2 separate regions of the Hordeum vulgare genome follow, and region 1 is linked to region 2. A link is a contact called in public Hi-C data. All regions are on one chromosome and are shown on one strand. Each heading gives the region's core, a stretch centred on a gene start, on an enhancer-like site or on the middle of the called end of the contact. The rest is flanking DNA. Distances are from core to core; before and after follow the strand shown.

Evidence for each region. A called contact is a pair of places that touch in the nucleus more often than the background predicts.
Region 1: a contact with region 2 is called in a Hi-C map of seedling, with 3 times the contacts expected there. The contact joins the promoter of LOC123395875 here to the promoter of LOC123397772 in region 2. A contact is called at or near these places in 1 of 6 Hi-C or Micro-C datasets (seedling) and 1 of 1 datasets of contacts at active chromatin or transcription factors (embryo).

Annotation. Positions count from the first base shown.
Region 1 is chr5H:27,833,867-27,836,566 of MorexV3_pseudomolecules_assembly, forward strand. LOC123395875 (proline-rich protein 12-like) reads left to right here and starts at 1,321. Exons shown (of 1, transcript XM_045090906.1): 1 at 1,321-2,700. The coding sequence starts at 1,555. The coding sequence ends at 2,682.
Region 2 is chr5H:27,624,977-27,627,676 of MorexV3_pseudomolecules_assembly, forward strand. LOC123397772 (protein RRNAD1) reads right to left here and starts at 1,409. Exons shown (of 13, transcript XM_045092303.1): 1 at 1,217-1,409; 2 at 925-1,020; 3 at 629-712; 4 at 256-330; 5 at 48-128. The coding sequence starts at 1,357.

The DNA.
Region 1 (2,700 bases), core at 71-2,570, 210 kb after region 2:
GAGGGGATGTCTTCCGGGGCATTCCGAAGCTTAGACTCTTGAGTCTTCCTAAAATATTACCTTGGGGTGGCTTGGGCATCCCCAAGCTTAGGATGTTGCTCCTTATTCCATTGTCCATCACAATAACACCCAAAACTGAAAAACTTCAATCACACAAAACTCAACAAAACTTCGTGAGATCCATTAGTATAAGCAACATACTGTTGTAAATTGGTTATTATTTTAATATCGCATAATAGGTATTTTATTCTAACTTCTCCATGCCTTATTTTAATATCTCATGTACTTCTAGGTGCATGACATGCGATGAATGTAGGCTTGATCGTCTTTCCAACATCTTTCCACCCTTTCGTCACCTTGCATGAGGAACGTCTACCGATCCATCCCTGCATCATCTTTTTCTTCGGAGTTCCCACTTATTTTTTCCTTCTGGCATCGTTGTCTAGCAGTCCATCCATCCTCCCCCTTTTACTTCACAACGCCTACTTGTCACACACAGCCAGTTTGAGCTTGAGCTCAAATGAGGCCGTATGAATAGTAATTCATTAAAAAAAGTTCAAAAAATTGTAGTTCTTCTTTGGGCCAAACATTAACAAATTTTTGAGGTGGTTAAATTTTCTTATCATAAAATCACATTTGTGGAGGTGATGGCAAAAAAAGCCTCCAAAAAAACCCATTTTCAAAAGCATTTTGAAGTGTTGCTTTTTTTTTGCCCCAACTTCTATGAATGTCATGTCAAAGTGAAATTTTGCAGTCTCTTAAAACATTTGTTAAAACTTACTACAAAAAGATCAGAATTTGTTGAATGTTTTTTGAATTTAATGTTCATGCCGGGGTCATTTGAGCTCGTGAGCAGTTGGGCACTTTTGGTACTTATCCTTCTCCCGTGTGTCTATTCCCGACTGCCCGCTATCGTTCGTGGTATGGATTCAAGTGTATTATATCCATCCATGAGCATCGAGACCATCTCATTCTTCCTCCTCCTCCTCTCTATCAAGTCGCGGTGTAGTGCTATCTATCACTCCGGTCATCGTCTAATCATACAATCGAATAGTACACGAACATGAAAAAAACATAGTGATAAAATGTAATGTTGATATGGAAATTATGAAGGATATAGAACGTGGGTCTGTTTGATTGCATCACACAATAGACAGATACAAAAGATTTTCGTAAAAGTTCTTTTTTTTAAAAATGTTTGAGTGGATGCTAGCGGTGCTACTACGTATATGATCGAGAAAGAAAATCAAGAAAGCTTTGCGCCGTGTGATTGCCGGTTGATTAAGCAACTGATTCGCATTGATAGTCCACACCCAACCCAACCCAACCCTCACAAGTCCACCGCACGACACAAGCCCCGACGAAAACAACTCAAATCAAGAGGAGCGGACGACCTGCGCCCACATCGCCTTTCCCAAGACACGCTTCACACACGCACGCACCGGCACAGCTACCGCTGCCATTCTATTTTGTTCCCTTGCGCCAAGCCCAGCGAGGAAGAAGAGAAGAGAAGGAAAGTCGCTCGCGCAGCAGCAGCAGCAGCGAACCCGATCGATGGCCTCCGCTGCGGCGTCGCGGCCCGCGGCCCCGCCGCCGCCGCCACCTCCCCCGCCCCCGCCGTCGGCCGCCATGCAGTGGCTCGCCCCGCGCGTCTCCTTCAGCCTCGAGGACGCCGGCGGGTGCGGCGGCGGCAGGGACGCTGCGGGGGGCGGGGGAGCCAGCGCCGACTTCGAGTTCCTCCTCGCCGGCTGCTCCGCCGTGTCCACCATGCTCCCCGCCGACGAGCTCTTCTCCGGGGGCAAGCTCGTCCCGCTCCGCCTCCCGTCTTCCTCGGAGGCCGCGGCGGCGGCCACGCGGCCTCCGCTGGCCCCGGCGCCGACAACGCAGCAGCAGCAGCAGCCCGAGACGGCGAGGCCGGAGGAGACGGCGAGGGCGGAGGCGGCCAAGGATGCGGTGGTGGAGGCGGAGCAGGCGGCGGAGGAGCCCAAGGTTCCGGCCAGGAGGTGGAGGGACCTGCTGCGGATGCGGAAGCAGCAGGCGTCGTCGTCGTCTTCCTCCTCTTCCTCGACGGAGACCAAGCCGCTCCGCCGCCTCCTCCGCCGCGGGCCGAAGCCGCCGGAGCAGGAGCCGTCCCTCAGCCTCCCGCTCCTCCGCGACCCCAACGATCCCGACATGCTGCCCGCGCCGGCACCAGCGTCGGCTCCAACTCCATCACCGACCCCGCCGCCTCCCGTGAGCACGTCGCAGCACCAGCTGCCGCCCAAGATCCGGCTCACAGCAGCGCAGGCCGCCGCGCCGCCGCCGCCGCCACCCCCACCCCCGCCCCCTCCCTCCGCCGTGGCGGCCGACAGCCCGCGCCTGAACGCGGCCGGCAAGGTGGTGTTCAACGGTCTCGGCCGCAGCTCCAGCAGCCCGAGCAGCCTGGCGGGCGGGCGGCGCCACCGGCCCGGCTCCGGGTCCGGCTCCGGCGGCAGCGGCATGGAGCGGTCCTACTCGGCGCACGTGCGCGTGACGCCGGTGCTCAACGTGCCCGTCTGCCGCAAGTCCGTCTCCGTCTTCGGCATCGACCGGCTCTTCTCCCCGTCCTCCGCGTCCACCGCCGCCGCCGCCCACGCCGCCGCCAAGAAGCATGGCAAGGTCGCCAAAAAGGAAACCACCGCACCACCATCCTCCTCGCATTAAGCTTAGCTCCAGGAGCAA
Region 2 (2,700 bases), core at 159-2,658:
GAAGACTGGTTATAGCGAAAATTCTTTCAGAAGTGCAGAACTGGTACCTGACCAGAACCTACATCAACCACTGTCTTGGCTCCACGACTCCTAGCAATTGCATCAACCATCCCAGATAGGGCTTCAATCTGCATGAAGCGCATTCTCCAAACATGAGAATGCAAAGAGCTAAAAAAAACTGAATTTAACTTTGGACATAGACTAAAAAAATATAGTTAAAAAGAGTATGTTTATCATTACAAGCTAATTACCTACTTCATGCTTCTTCTTTGTGTTCATGCCTTGAGCAAGAACAGTACCAATTGATGCGACACGCGAGTTAGGTAAAAACTGCAAGTAATCAGGAAAAGGTGGATCGGGATTAAACATATGACACAATGTGTGTGTGTTTTAACTGGATATGTCATAACGATACTTCACTACTTATACTGTTGTTTCCTAATAAAATTCTAGCATGGGTGTTTTTCTCGAAAAACTCTCAGAAGGGGCAGGAGCACCGTAATTCAACTAAGGAGAATAGAGGTGATTAGATAATTAAGTGAAAAGAAAACCGGCCGAAAACCATGAGAAATGCTAGCATGAGTGCATGAGTAGTACCCACTTAGTCTTATTGGCGCATGAAACGTACCGATTGTGGCGTTTTTTGCTCGCGTGGAAGAACAAGCGACCTGGCTGTGAGTATAAATTCCTGTAGTGAACTTGGCCAATGGTCCTGCAAAACAATATAGCTTCCAATAAGCTGGGATGGTATCTAAAGCCGGCAATATAGGTCCAAGGAAGCCTGGGGTGGAGCCCAAACACAACAACGTCATCATCTAGTGACTTGGTTTCACGATGTCCTTCTCAGAAATTCACATTAGTCATTCCACTTCCCAATAAGAGCGAAATGTAATAAACAGAAAAAAAGGATGCAAGGGCCCTTGCCTGGACACGGCCGGAGGGCAGCATGAGCAGGCTCTCGACGGACTCCCGGCGGAGGCACTCCATCCAGTCGGCGTCCACCATCTCCCACAGCCTGTCCTGCTCGAACCGAATCCAACACCAAACACCTCAAACGCGTCAGCAAGATGCAGGTACAGCACACCGCGGCAGCGAAATGGAGGAGGGAGGGATTCCCCGCGACCACAGGCACGCGGACCCTAGACGTACTACAATCAATCTCGCGTCGGGGGAGTGGGAGGGAGGGAGGTGGGGAGGGGAGGGGAGTGGAGTGGACCTTGAAGAAGTTGACGACGTGGGCCTCGAGGAGCGGGCGGTGACGGCCGAGGAAGGAGGCGATGGCCTCCATCCACTCGCGGGTCTGCTCCGCCGTCTCGCACGAGCGCGCGCCGCCGCCAGTCGCCGGAGACGCCGCCATCGCGAGGGGAGAAGAAGAAGCGTTCGGGCGAAACTAGCACAGCACCAACGCAGCTGCGAGCGGGCCGGTTTCCCTCCCGCCTAAACGGGCCGTTCTGGGCCGGGAGGTGGGAGAAGAGAGCGCGCGTCGCTCTGGGCCGCACGTCGTCGGCAAACCAACCAACAAACAACGACGACGGACGGACGGACGGGACGGGGAGGGCGGTCAACGTCAGAAGACCACGGAGTTGCTTGAAAAGCGTGCTGGAACCAAACGCCGGCAGGTGGGGCCGGCGGCGTAAAAGCTGCATCGTACCGTTATCGCTAGCTAGCTAGCGCTAGCACTAGCAGCAGCATAGCGAAGAGGCGGGAGGTCGCATCGCCGTCGCATCTCATCAACTGAACCCATCCCCGCCACTGCTCGCCGGGAACAGGGGAATCGGAGCCATTAACGACCTTCTCTTTTGGTCTCTTCCCCGTTTGTAGTATTCTGTTTATTATTTAGTGGTGGTGGTAGTACGAGTAGTTTATTATTAGGCAGCCGTGCCGCTTTGTTTGGTCTTTGGACCATGTTTGCTTGATCTTGTTTATTATGCTTTTGTGTGTGAACTAGTAGCTGGGTTGGTATGTATCATGCGATGCAATTGGGTGGTAGATGGTTACATGAGAAAGGTGCTAGCTAAACTGACCGAATAATCTTTCCCTAATAATAAAGCAGCTACTGCTTCTGTCGTACGTCGTCGGCCGAGATCTGCTTTGAGCGGTGTCAACGGCCGGGGAGTCGTGGCGGACGACACGTCGCAGCGGGCGTCGGCTGCAGCGGGCGTGAGCGAGGCGAGCGACGGCGGCACCGATACAAGGGGAGGACGGGGGACGCCGGCGCGTCGCGGCAGCCATTCTCTGTGGAGGCGCACATGGAGCGGGAAAAAAGTCATCCGCCTCCTCCCGTACTCCAAGCCTCCATTACGTCGCCTTGCTTCACACTGGCGTCAGTCCGCCTCGCCTTGCCGCGCGCCGGAGGAGGCCACTCAACCTCCACCCCTGCCCTTCCCGTCACACGCCCCGCCAACGCCGCTGCTCCCTCCCCTCGCCCATCCCAATCTAGCGGATCTGGAGGCGGGCGGCATGGCGGGGGTCGTCGGTGACGACGACGAAGGCAGGAGCAGGGCTTCCCCCGGGCGGATCGTGGAGGATGATGCCGTGGACCCTGCAGCCGCCGGCGTGATTTTCCCCGACCCGTGTGAACCGTAGCAGCCTCACAAACGCCACCCCGCCGCTGGCCATCGGGTCGCTTCCCCACGTCCGCTCGTGTTCCTCTGCTCGAGGCCTCCCTACCTCCCGCACGCTACTTGGAGCGGCTCCTGG